Linked DNA regions of Zea mays: region 2 is linked to region 1. A link is a contact called in public Hi-C data. All regions are on one chromosome and are shown on one strand. Each heading gives the region's core, a stretch centred on a gene start, on an enhancer-like site or on the middle of the called end of the contact. The rest is flanking DNA. Distances are from core to core; before and after follow the strand shown. Region 1 holds the start of LOC103651852 (serine/threonine-protein kinase ATM). Region 2 holds the start of LOC100381607 (Os12g0638500-like protein).

Region 1 (6,669 bases), core at 1,066-3,565:
ACAAAGATATAAAGTTACAAAACTGCAAGTCAGATCACCAGAACCTTCAAGGCCTGATCATGAGTTGTCATCCAACAACGGAATATAAACTCTTGAACTGCATTATGGATCTTCACAGATTTGTATCCCAGATTTGGCCCATCCTTCAGTAAAAAGGTGTTAATGCATTCCATAAGTTTGCGAGTCAGCTTTCCCTCCTCCCTGATTTTACAGAATCGATTTATCAATTTCATATCATATTATTTGCCATTAGATGACCAGTCTACAATGCACATCTTTGACTATAACCTTTTCTATATATATATATATATATATATATCACCAGGAACTTAAATAAAATATTATAATTTAAATAGCTTTTTATGATAAAGTTGTCAATCTAATTCTCATTGGCAAATCTAAGTGATTTTAAATACAATGATGGTCAAAGTTATAAAAATTACACTGCAGCCATTCTAAAACAAAAACCTACTTTCGACCAGAGATGGGAATTCACAACTCAGTGAAGTTAAAAGGAGATAATAAAGTCAAGGGATCTGAAAGCGACACAAGAACATGGGCCAGAGTACTTGCCTAATATGTAAGAAGATTGCACTAAATCCATTAAGAACCTCCTCCCGCATAATATCAGGGTAATCACTTGGTGGGTTTTCAAGTAGAACATGAAGTGTCAATGTACAGCGGAAGGATTCATCCTTGGAGCTCGCCTGATTGCTGAATTTTGCATCAAAAGCACTAGCAACCTTCTTCATGTAGAGTGATACAAAATCTGAGGAGAATGCATGGAAATTAAAATAAATGGGTGCTACAATATGATAATACATCACCTCTGATGACAAAACTCACTGCTATATGTTCGAGGTTTCATCTGATAGCGGTACTCCTTCACATTTAGAAGCTGTCTAAGGATTATGCTGTACTCTAACTGAAGGCTAGGGCCATCTTTTATGACCTCCCAAATATGAACAAAAAGTTGCTTAGCAACTGAGAGCAAATGTAGTGAATGCCCTGCAAAGACAGGTACCACTTCTGTAATGTCATGCAGAGTATATTCCACTTCAAAGCAACTGAAAAATTGATTGTGCACACATCAGGAATCTGGGTAAAAAAGAAACATGTTGCTAGAAAGTGAGAATATATACCAGAGTGCTGAATCACACAAACCCAACAAATGCCGAAGACTATGAAATTGCCATCATTATAAGACCAGGCAAGGATCAGTGTTAGCAAAAATATACATTGGAACATCTCAAGGCAACTCCGTCAAATACTATACAGGATCCAATACTGTCAAAATCACTTGTAATTTGCGCAAAAATCAACTACGCTGTTAGATGATAAAACAATTTAAAGCTACATGCTATTTGAAACTTCACATGAGCAAGCAGATGTGAACAAAATAAATATCAGAATGTATTAACAACTAGCAGTACTCAGATACACACGTCTCAGATTATCATCAAAAGTTGGGCTGGTTGAAGTTCAATCAATCACAGTACAGCACAGCATAGCACACAAGACAACAGCAAACTGATTACTGGTCAATACGAAAAGTCATCCGAATCAGAGCCAACCTGATAACTTGACATCTTCGGCACACTGGACAGCAACGCGGAACATCCGGGCGGCAGCGCTCTTGGTGGCGCCACGCTTCTTACCCGAGATGTCCTCCTTGACGCAGTTGAGGAGCGCCAGGACGAGGAGTGGCCACGTGGTGGCTGCAAACAAATAGCATCAGCGCCATCAATAACAAAAAACGTGAAACCATCAGCCAATGATGTGAGATGTGACTTGTAAATGAAACCATCAGCCAATGATGGGAGATGTGAGGGGCAAGGGAAATGCATGCGAGAGGAGTAAGGGAGATGCATGTGGGAGGGGTATGGGAAATGCACGAACTGACCTCCGGTAAGGTTCCCGTGGCCGGGCTTGAACCTGACGGTGTTGCGGCCGAGGAGGCGGCAGAAGGACGCAGCGCGGTCACCCTGCAGCCATGTCCCCAGCAGCTTCACCCCCTCCTGCGGTGCAAGAAGGAATTGGTCGGGAAGGAAGCAGGCAGCAATGCTTGCTTGTCTCTGAGTGATAAAAGGGGTTCTCACGTCGCGGACTCTGGCCCGATCAGACTGAAGCTTCTGGACGACCTCCTCCACGTCGCGCGCAGTGGCCACGGCCGCCATCGGTATGGGAATCGGAGCTAGGGTTTCGGCTGGGAGGCCGCGGCGGGGGGCGAGCGCATCAGGGAAGCCGCGCGGCGAGAGGCGGAGGGGACGAGGCCCGAGGGGTTTGTGGGGGCTTTTGGGAACGTGTGGAGAAACTACCGAGAAAAGGCATGACGAAACTACCAAATATAATAACATAGTATATGAGTGTCCGTGCGTTGTAACGGAAACATATAATAACATGATAACTTATATATAAAATATGTCTTATATTATTATAAAAAAATGTTTCATAATCCCTCTGTTTAGCCAAGTCTTTTTTTATGAAAAGACAAAACCGACGGTGAATTACCTCCTGAGAAGTTAATTTGTCCAGATGCATTATAATTGAACGAAGTGAATTCCCATGTGCAGCAACCATCACATGTTTTCCAGCCACAAGTTGTGGAACAATCTATTACGGAAAAATTACTATATGTCAAATCGAGCTAGAAAAACTGCTTTTTTAGAGTCGAACATAAATAAAAAATTCAGGTTATAAATTTGATATGAGCTAGCACAATAGAAAGAAAACTAAGCACATGCATTTCTGCATCCCATAGTAGAGGAATTCATCGATTCAAGAATAACCTTTAGCATGCATACTAATACTGTAGCAAGACCAATAACCCAAGTAAAAAGTGTATCTTCCAATTAGTGTAAAGTGGCCTTGCCACATGTACCTGATCTTTGAAATAAGCAACAGCTCTCTCAGCACACTTCTCTAGACTTTCTCCATTTGGCGGAGGAATATCATAACTGTTGCGCCACTCATGAACTTGTTCTTTGCCAAATCGATCTGCAGTTTCTTGCTTATTAAGGCCTTGTAGCTCACCATACCTAGAAATGTCAAGGAATATTTAAAGAGAAGCACAGTCAAACAACTATTATAATCGTATACTCCCTTTGTCCCAAATTAAAATTGGTCTTAGTAAATTAATAGATTCATATAATACTTGATGTATATGTTTTATATATGTGTCTAGAATCTAGATTTATCATCATCTATTTGAATATAGACATAAAAATCAAGAGCTAAAATTAATACTATTTTGAGACAGAGGGAGTAATTAGCAAATCAAAAGTATGGAGAAAGTATTACATTCGTTCATTCAATTGCCAAGTTGTGATGACAGGAATGGAGTGTTTCATTGTCTCCTCACTGTATATCTGACTCCACCTGTGAGCTTGTTCACTCTAATTATGCGTGATAACTGGGATCTATAAATACATATATCACCAGCAAAGCATGATTTCTCCGGCAAGTTAATACACATGCTAGAAGAAATTACTGGAATTTCAAAGGAAAGACACAAACCTTCTTGCGCAGATGCTGCATCATGGCAAGCATTGCAGTCATCTGAGCACGAATCAGTGATGAAATATATATCACATCGATTGGGATATTGCATATCCTTTTACCTGCCTCAATGGCCTCCTCAACACCCTTCGGTGTCAGGGGTACATCGGCGCAGCCAGTAAACAGATTTTTCTCGTTCCACAGGGATTCACCATGCCGAATCAATATAAGAGCGCTTTCACCTACAACGACACAGAGATAACAGATTAGCAGATCTTATTATATGCCCCCAAATTCTAAGAAGCCCAAAGTTAAATGTGTCAAATGGACAGTTTTCTCAAATTAAAAACAAATAACCACCATAGGAGGTCGTTAAAATTACTTGATTTCTTTGGGGTGTGGCCGCTGTTGCCATCGGATGGTAGGTGCCTCGGCTCCATGACAGAAGACTGCGAGCTCGAGGCCCACATCAAACCCAGTTTTTTGCTGCCTGAACCACATCTTCCTTTTAGATAAACCAGGCGAGCATTGCCCGTCCTCTTTCCGAATCTAGAGTTCTTCGCACTGCACCAGTGGGATTGCGAAAATGCTAGCGCGTGGTGAGAGATAGCCCCAGCCATTCTAATCCAAGAAAAAGAAAAGCAGTTAGTAACTGGTTCTACTGGTAATGAGTTCTAGGAAGAGGCTGAACAATTATTCGCTCGCTAACTTTATAATTGAACATGCTCAATTCGACCATTTAGCCATAGAGCAAAACTGATCCAAGAAACCAACATAAGATTGATGAACTCTTCTAGTGAAAACATTCCTCCCTTTATTCCACAAAATGGCAGAGCAGTAAAATGGAATACATGACCAACAAAAATGAACAAGTCCTCAACGAAGCGCACCTCAAGAACTCAGCAATGCGCGGCACCAGGGAGATGGAGTTGGTTACCGCTCTTATAGCGCTGGGGACCGCGGCGGGGTGGGGGTGGGCGGACGGGCGTGCGTGTCGTCGAGGTTGGGGCTTGGGCGGCGAGGAAGGCCGTGCGAGGCGACCAAGGAAGGCGGCGGTAGATAGTAGAGATCGGGGCTACGGATAGGCGGTGGCGGATTGGTGATGGCGCGTGCGCGGCGAGCAGTCGAGGTGCACGGATCATGCGGATGTGGCGGTTTGTGCGGGCGAGGGGAACAGAGCGTTTGCGAGCGCGGAGGGGAGGTCGGCGGGATGCGCGGTGAACAGGCGGGCGTGCGGGGATGGCCGTTGCGGTAGCGGAGGTCGTGCGGCGGGATGCGCGGGGAACAGGCGGGCCGCGGGCGTGCGGAGGTTTCGCTGGCGCGCGGTGAACAGGTAACGGGTCGCGCTGGAGATGCGGCGGGGTATGCTCGGTGTCATTGCGATGCTTGCGGCGCGACTCGTGGAAGGATTTGCGGACGGGCGTGCGGGCGGTTGGTAGGCGACGAGGTTTGCGGCGGGGGGGTTTCCGGTGCTCGGTTGGGCGCGGGTGGGCGGCTGGTAGGCGGCGAGGTTTCGCGGCAGCGGTGGGCGTTCGGTTGCGCCGATTTTCGCGGGGGCTGGGCGCACAGTAGCAGGAGGAGTTGGGTAGCGGCGGGGGCGGTATACACTCCCCTCTTAATAGTTGTAGAGATTTATTAAGACGGTATTTGTTAAGACTGCAAGGTTAGCCTGCCTCTGACGGTTCTGCTTTCCATCAATCTTAATCGTTCAATGTTCCGCGAAGCCCTCCTCCGTCCTATGCGCGTGCTCCCTCTCCCGGCGCCCACCCGCCCACAAACCCCCCCGGTCTCCCACAAGTCGTCACCTTCAACTTGCCCTACTTGCTCGTCCCTCGACCGCCTCACCTCACCTCTGTCGCTGCCTTCGAGAACGAGGCATAAGGTGATATTTGATGTGGCAGTTGATATGGTGATGTTAATCTCTTGTTATTCCATATTTTCACTTTCTATTCAATGCCACTTTCTAATACTTGTTTGGGCTTAATTCTCTCAGTTTATGACCCTTCCTGCCAGGATTGAATTGTTAGTTAAAATCTATAGTTCAAAAACTGTTATATTTTTTGAAGTGTAGATTGTCATAGGATTTCTGGTTACTCGTCACTGTTTATTAGCATGATTCCATACCCCAGTTTAGATGCTACTTCAAACATGCCACCCCTCCCTCCCACTCGTCGCCTCCCCAACCCAGCCGTGCCCCGCCTCCAGGCCACCGTTGCGGGCGTGACCGTTGTTGACGTGCGTTGCTATCTTCGTTCAATGGTTGGCCTGGTGATGATCTTGATGCCATGATACTTTATATTTGAAGAAACAGATGTGACACTGGATTGACATAAACCAGTTTCTTTGCAATTTTAGTGAGACCAATGGTGATACTGTACCCACCTGTAGTCTGGTAACTAGTATAATCATCCACTTCACTTATCTTTAGGGTTTTGTCAGATGCTATTGTTTTCACAAAACAAGTTGAATAGGCTGGAGAATTAGAGGGGGAAATAATATTTTGTTGTTATTTGATTATTTGGTTTTCTTAATACTTTTGATCTAATCATGCGGCAGGTGCGCGAAGGCCAGGGCTTGTCACCAAGGAGACTAGACGAGGTCCCACGACCGACAGTTGGCTGCCAATGGCCCTGCTATGCTCCCCATTGGAAGATTGCCTTGCGAATCAGAATAGGATATGCAGGGGGCTGGTTGTAGAGTTTATGGCTCATACAGAGAATGCCAAACAGTGCCCCCTCGAGGAATCGACTAAAACTTCAATAAATCATAGAAAATCATGGAAAGATGCTAGAATGGTGGATAATCAAGTTTTGTTAAACTTCTATCTATACAATAGACCAATTATATGACATGTTTTAATAGAAAGATTTTGCTATAGATGGTGGCATATGCTTGTAAAGGAAAAAATCTTTTCTATTGTTACGTTGATCCAATTACTATAAAATGTCTATGGTAGGCTACACATGTCATGCTTATTCTGTGGTAAAATGTTGAGTTTGGGTTGGTGCATGTATGACTTTTTTTATTTACTTAGGCTTATAATTGTTAAATGGTTTTTAAATAATATAAATATATACAAATATAAAATGTGGCTCTGCTGTCTTGGTATGGTGTTATTGTGTCATATTAACAAATAACATTGCTATGTTTTACAGAAAAATGAGTTTTTGA
Region 2 (6,669 bases), core at 2,932-5,431, 280 kb after region 1:
CAATGTGGACAACCTGGCGTTTTGTGGTAAAGCAAGGATGAGTACACATCAACGTACTCAGCAAATGCCCCGTTTGGCTGAAGTGGACTAGCTTTTATGTGGGGTTAGGCTCAAGCTGTTGCTTTTAGTTGGTCAGGTATTTATTGTTAGTAGAAGCCAGATTTTATCATAAAACCCAAGTTATAATCCCAAAAAGTACCGCCTCATAGAGGAAATACTAAAATTCATAATTAAAGTCACCATCATAAGTCACTATCATTAACCATCATCACTAAAGTCATCATCTGAGGTGTATCCAGAGTATCTCTAATCAAAGAGGATCCCAAGGCTGCTCTTAACCGTGAGCACGGCTGATATATCAGTTTCATTACCCTCTGCAGAGGTCGCACACTTTACCCATGAGCCGTGATTCCCGTTTTGCCCGGGGATCATGACTCCCCATTGATCACTTCCTAGGTGGTCCGGCAGTGTATCACTACGTAGCTTTTACAAAGATTCCCTAGAGGTCCTAGCCGCCCGTTAGGTTTCTCCAGTTTGATAAACATAGTACCTCTCCCCGAAGGGGGGTGACTAACAAAAGAAAAACGAAAGAACCTCGGCACCCAGCCTCGGCAGAGCAAGCACTATGCTTGGACCCCATTGACGGCATGACGGCGAAGCAACTACACCTCTAGTTCCTCTAATTAATTAGCTAAGGGCCTCCCATTTCACCCTCATGGTTGCACTGTTATCCCGGGTGGTCTCTCAACGAACAGGTCCTTACGGAGAGGCACTCGAGAAACTGGTCGAGCCCCCTAAAGTATCACCAGTCCAACATCATAATCATAATGACAACATCGTATCATAAGTGTTCACATCATGTTCATTGATTAAAGTAAAACAATAGCATGAATCTAACCATAGTAGCACAAAAGGTAATCAAGGACCAGGTAAATAGAAAGCTAGTCAATCCTTAGGTTGTTCATAGTATGCGGGACAGTGAATTATAAAGTAAATAGGACATAATGGGTCAGAGGACACTTGCCTTCACCAAGCTGTTGCTGCTCAGGGTCTTCTCCTGCAATTCCCTCAGACTCCACGAACGGCCTGATATCTACGCGAGTGCAAACATACATCCAACATTCTTGAAACGGGAGGAAACAATACACCATACAACAATATAGATCAAATAAATATGCACGCGACATAGAATTCGCATCTACGACTACGCGAGAAAGGAACTGAGACGACCGACGTTACGGTCGAGGGATATCATGTTTACACTAAGCGGATATGAATTATAATATTTAATTCGGCTTAATCATATTGACAGACATTAATCGTATGCCAAGTAAAATTACTACTTAGTCCCGATTAGTTTGCTACTCGAATAACCGTTGTTTAAATATGTATTTAATTAGCGTGAGCTATTCTACGTGAGGCGAATTATTAACGTGCACAGAAGCGCACGATGATGCGTGCGAACGGCACGCGCAACGCGCGCGAACGGCACGCGACGATTTAATGCGTGATGCGCGGGCGATGGCGAGCGACACGAATGCACACGAGAGGGGGGGGTATACGAGGGGTAGACGGGCGGTAGACGAGCGTGGACGGAGTCCCGTCAACGCACTGCGCGTAAGCGAACTCGAGTGCGTGCACTAATTGCACGACGCGGCTTCGAGAGCACGGCGAGGCGCTGCACACGCGCGATTTGACGTGCACGACATGGCTAACAGCGAGCCTGAGGCGCGGCGACGGTGGACGAACGGTCGGGGCGGGTTGCAGGGGCGTCGACGGGGTCGGGCTCGGCGGTTTGGCCACCATAGCTAGCCATGGCGCCCACGGCCGATCGGGCACTGGGTGCTGGACGCGCGGCGGCTCACTGGCTTGGGCTGTGCTAGCAGCGCGCCGGTGGTTAGGGGCATGGGGACGGGGCTGAGCGTGTCGAGCGCGCAGCTACTCGGCCGCGGCGCGCAGGGGCGAAGCTTCGCCGGCGAATGGGAGGACGCGGCTGCCGCAGCGCTAGGCGCCGACGCCCTGCTCTGGGAGAATACGGACATGGGAGGAGGGACGAGGGCGTCTGGGCCGGCTCAACCGAGCCCCGGCCATGGCGAGCGAGCGGCGAGGAGGAGAGCGGTGGAGAGAAGAAAGGGGGGACGAGCTCACCTCGGCGAAGCACAACGAGGCGCTGCGCACGCAAGTTCGGCGACCTGCACGGCGACGGCGGCGGCGCTCCGGGCGGGGCGCGGCTCCGACGGCGGCAATGGCGAGGCGGAGAGCGAGGTCGAGGCGAGGAGAGGCGGTAGTGGGCGAGAAACTACGCAAGAATCACGGGCGGTTCAGTTTTGGAGGCGTCGTGGGCGGAAAAAACTGCGCAGAGCCGTTCGGGGAAGATGTACAGTGGAGAGCGCTCCCTGACGCGCGGGCCCGGCTGAGCAGTGGCGGCGGCGGGCGCTGGGCGTCCACGCGCGTTCGCGTGGGCCGGCGCGGGGCAAAGGCGAGGCGGGCGCGCTGGCGCGGAGCTGGGCCGAGCGGCGGACGCGCGCTGGGCCGCCTCGCGCAGGCCCAAGAAGGGAGGAGGTGGCGCTGGGCCGAGCGGGGAGGGGGGGAAGAGGGGGGGAGAAAGGGGCGGGGTGGGCCGGCCGAATGGGCCAGGGAAGGGGAGGGCCTGATTTCCTTCTCTTTTTCTTTCACTTTTTCTTTCTCTTTTTCCTATTATTTCAGTTTGACATCATGTGAAAATCCTTGATTAAATGAAAGATCAAGTAAACCATTCATCAAACAAAAATAAATACCTTCCAACATGATGCAACAACCATTGTTCCCTTAGGGTTTTTATTAAAACCTGAACTTGGTGGATATTATAGAAGAGATTTTTATACCCCTAGATTCCAGGTGTTACAAACCTATCCCCCTTAAAAGAATCTCGCCCCGAGATTCAAGGTTGGTCAGCAAAGAGTTCAGGGTATTTGGCTTTCAGATCATCTTCTCGTTCCCAGGTTGCTTCTTCCTCAGAGTGGTGACCCCATCTGACTTTGCACATTCTGATGGTGTTCCTCCGGGTGACTCTGTCTGCAAACTCCAGAATCTGCGTTGGCTTCTCTATGTATGTCAGATCCTCTTGGACTTCCAAATCCTCCACTGGCAACTGTTCTTCTGGTACTCACAGACACTTCTTCAATTGCGACACGTGGAACATATTGTGCACTACCGACAGACTTTCTGGTAGGTTGAGCTGGTAGGCCACTTCTCCACGCTTTGCTTGAATCTGATATGGTCCAACGTACCGGGGTGCTAACTTGCCCTTGACTCCGAGCCTTCTGACTCCTCTGATAGGCGACACCTTCAAATAGACGTAATCTCCCACTTCAAAACTCAGTTATCTTCTTCTTCTGTCAGCATAGCTTTGCTGATTTGATTGTGCTATCTTCAGATTCTCCCGAACCATTTTGATATTCTCTTCGGCTTCAAGCAAAATGTCGGGGCCAAACACCTGTCTCTCTCCAGGCTGGTCTAAATGCAGCGGAGTCCTACAACTCCGTCCATAGAGCGCTTGAAACAGTGACATCTTCAAGCTGGCCTGGTAACTATTGTTGTAGGAGAATTCTGCATAAGGTAACCTTTTGTCCCATCCTGACTTGTCTTGCAACGCACAGGCTCTCAACATATCTTCTAGGATCTGATTAGTTCTTTCAGTCTGACCGTCTGTCTGCGGGTGATAAGCCGAGCTGAAGTTCAAATGCGTGCCCAAGGCTTCTTGCCTATTTTCCACTTATCAGAGCATCTTCAAAAGACTCTTTATTTTTTACTCTCTATTTGACTTTTTATTTGTCACTCTATAAAGATTAAATCTAAATATAACATCTCATTACAACAGACTCTTCAACATGTAAGTTAGTTTGGCTAGCGAAATTTGCTAGCCAAATTTAGCTAGTGAGGGAGTCAATTTAGAGAGTCGGATATCTTGTTGAGTTAAATGGCTAGCCTGTTGGAGAACTATTTTACAATTAAGTAACTAAAATTTAGCTTGATAAGCTATTTAACTAATATCTTGAATGAAGATGCTCTCACTCGATCATGTATTGATGTCAGTGCGGTTCAGTCCGGACGCGCCGCTCACACGGTCACACCACCGCCGCCGCCAGGAGCAGTTAGGCTTTTCGAGGAGCTGCGGCTCGCTCCGCTCCTACTTTCCAATCGAATCCGGTCCGCTCTCTTCCATCACGTTCCCTATCTCCCCGACCCCGGCCCACCGAACTTCACGCCACTCGCGCCGCCCCATCGCCACCCCCATTCCTCATCGCAGCGATGGAGGGCAAAACACTAACCCCTGAGGCGGACACGGCCTCCGCGCCCCAAACCCTAGCCGCCGGGGAGCTCGTCTGGGCGAAGCCCTCCCAGCCCCGCCAGCACTGCTGGTGGCCCGCGCGCATGCTCTCCGCGTGCCCCGCCTCCGCCGTCCGCGACGCCCAAGTCTCCTACTTCAGCGACCCCGCCGCCTCCGGCGCGCCGTCCGCCCCTCCTGCGCAAGTCCGGCGCTTCGCCGATGCCGACGCTGACATGATGGCTTGCGGCAGCACCGCGCGCGGATTCTTCGGGGCCGTCGCGGAGGCCCAGGCGCGTGCCGTCGCGGCCCTGCGCCTCCAGCTCACCTGCGCCTGCGTCCCGCCCCCGCCGCCCGGAGAGGATAGCAGCGTCACCGGAGTCGCCAACCTGGCGCCCGCCGAGTTCCTGGCGGCGCTCCGTGAGGCCGCATTGGACATCTCCTCTGTCGGCCTATTGGACCGCGCCAGGCTCAAGAGCTGGGTCTTCGCGGTCGGGGAGGGGTGGGGTCCACATGGCGCCCAGCACTACCTGCGGCGCCCGCTGGACGACCTTGTGGACAAGATCGATCTTGATGTGCCTGCTGGCGAAGACATAGATGCTGATGATTGGCTTGCCGAGGACCAGCACAAAGCATTGGAGAGGCTGGAGGAGACACCCATGCAGAAGAAGCGCTGTGTCACCAAAGTGATGGACAAACTGGATACAAGCAAGAATGAGGGCAAGATTGGCAGCCCTGAACATGTAACCTCAGGAAAGCGAGTGCGGAAGAGGAGTAAGTACCTGTCGCCACCATACACTAACTTGGGTGTGGTTGACAAGATTATCAAACAGGCTGATCTGCCAAAGGCATTGGTTCCCAAAGCTGCTGCTGATGGCAGCAACGTGTCACCATTGCCAGGCAGCATTGTTGTGGAAGATGTCTTGCTGCTGGTGCGAGGCTTAGGGAAGGTTCCCAAGCATAGGGACGATTTTCCAAAGGATGCTGAGGAATTTCTCCGTTTGTTTAGAAGCACAACATTTGTTCACGGTGCTGACTATAAGTCTTGTAAGGCACATGAATGTCCACTCATGCATGGCTCTAGAAATGTTGACATGGACATTGCTGTGGGTCTAATCTCTGATTCACATGCTGTTCTGAAACAAGCCAGTTGTGTGTCAAAGAGGGGCAGGAAAAAGGATGAAACTGGGAGTGGTGGCTCTTCCATCAAGAGGAAGAAGCGAGAGAATACCTCTTCTGCTGCTACAATTAGCACTAGTATACCAATCACTCCTGCTATTCCTATCAGGCAAGTGAAAGAAGAAGATATGAGAACCCTAATGAAGGCGGGAAGTGGTCCAAGGGGCATAGAAGTAGATGTTCAGAACGAGAAGGGCAAACCATCACCTTTGGAAGTTCCTATTTCAGCTGCAGATCCTGAAGTAGTGGAATCAGGACATGAAGAGGCCCAAGCAAATGTTCTGGCTGTGGGCAATATGTTTCCTGAACAATCCGCAGAAGAAAATGATGCGGCTAACTTGGAAGCAACAAGGTCAGAAACGAATGTGCAGAATGTTACTGTAGATGTGTCTATCAGAAGTGTTCAGACAGAAGCAATGGAATTGCAATCTAATAATCCCATAGATGTGAGTGCGCAAAGTGTTGTTGTGGATGTTCCTATTGGAAGTGTTTCTAAGGAAGCAACAGAGCCAGAAACTAGTGTACACAAGGATAAGAATGTGCAAAGTGATGTTTCAGATGTGCCTGACAGAATTGTTTCTAAGGAACCAACAGAGTTGGAAACTGATAATCGCATAAATGAGAATGTACAGAGTGTTGCTGATATGTCTGACAGAAGTGTTTTAAAGGAAGCAACAATGCCTGATGCTGACATTCGCATATATGAAAATCTGCAAAGTGCTGCAAATTTGCCTGCCAGCAGTGGGCTCTCTCCTATGCGTGAAGACATGTCTCAGCCTGTAGATGGAAATGAAGAGCCTGGGGATGTAGAAGTTTGCACAGTCCAGCGATCTTATGCGTCTCTGCAAGCTAACCTGCCAGAAATGCTTAAGAAAGTTAAAACTAATGGAACAGATATAATCGGTGTGAATCATACACTCAACGATGAGTGTCAAAAGAATGGACAACCTGTCAAGAAAGTGAAGCTACCTGCAGAAGTGGCAAATCATTCCTGTGGTGAAGGTACCAATGGCACTTGGCTGGACCCTGCTAACCTTACTCCTACGAAAAAGAAGAAACCTGCACAGCACTTCAGCAATCCGGCAGCCGTTATTGTGGAATTTGTACCTGGTGCCACTGTTCCTTCCAGAGAGGAGCTACTCTCCACATTTGGCAAGCACGGCTACTTGATCGAGTCTCAGACT

Evidence for each region. Hi-C and Micro-C count contacts between places; a contact is called where the count stands out from the background.
Region 2: a Hi-C map of ear shows a contact between it and region 1, with 5 times the contacts expected there. The contact joins the promoter of LOC100381607 here to the promoter of LOC103651852 in region 1. A contact is called at or near these places in 3 of 25 Hi-C or Micro-C datasets (ear, leaf and tassel).

What each region holds. Positions count from the first base shown.
Region 1 is chr3:30,670,341-30,677,009 of Zm-B73-REFERENCE-NAM-5.0, forward strand. It overlaps LOC103651852 (serine/threonine-protein kinase ATM), which reads right to left and starts at 2,316. Exons shown (of 77, transcript XM_020550155.1): 1 at 2,100-2,316; 2 at 1,904-2,018; 3 at 1,575-1,718; 4 at 847-1,008; 5 at 574-769; 6 at 45-201. The coding sequence starts at 2,177. It also overlaps the pseudogene LOC103651853.
Region 2 is chr3:30,947,831-30,954,499 of Zm-B73-REFERENCE-NAM-5.0, forward strand. LOC100381607 (Os12g0638500-like protein) reads left to right here and starts at 4,182. Exons shown (of 1, transcript NM_001320896.1): 1 at 4,182-6,669. The coding sequence starts at 4,291.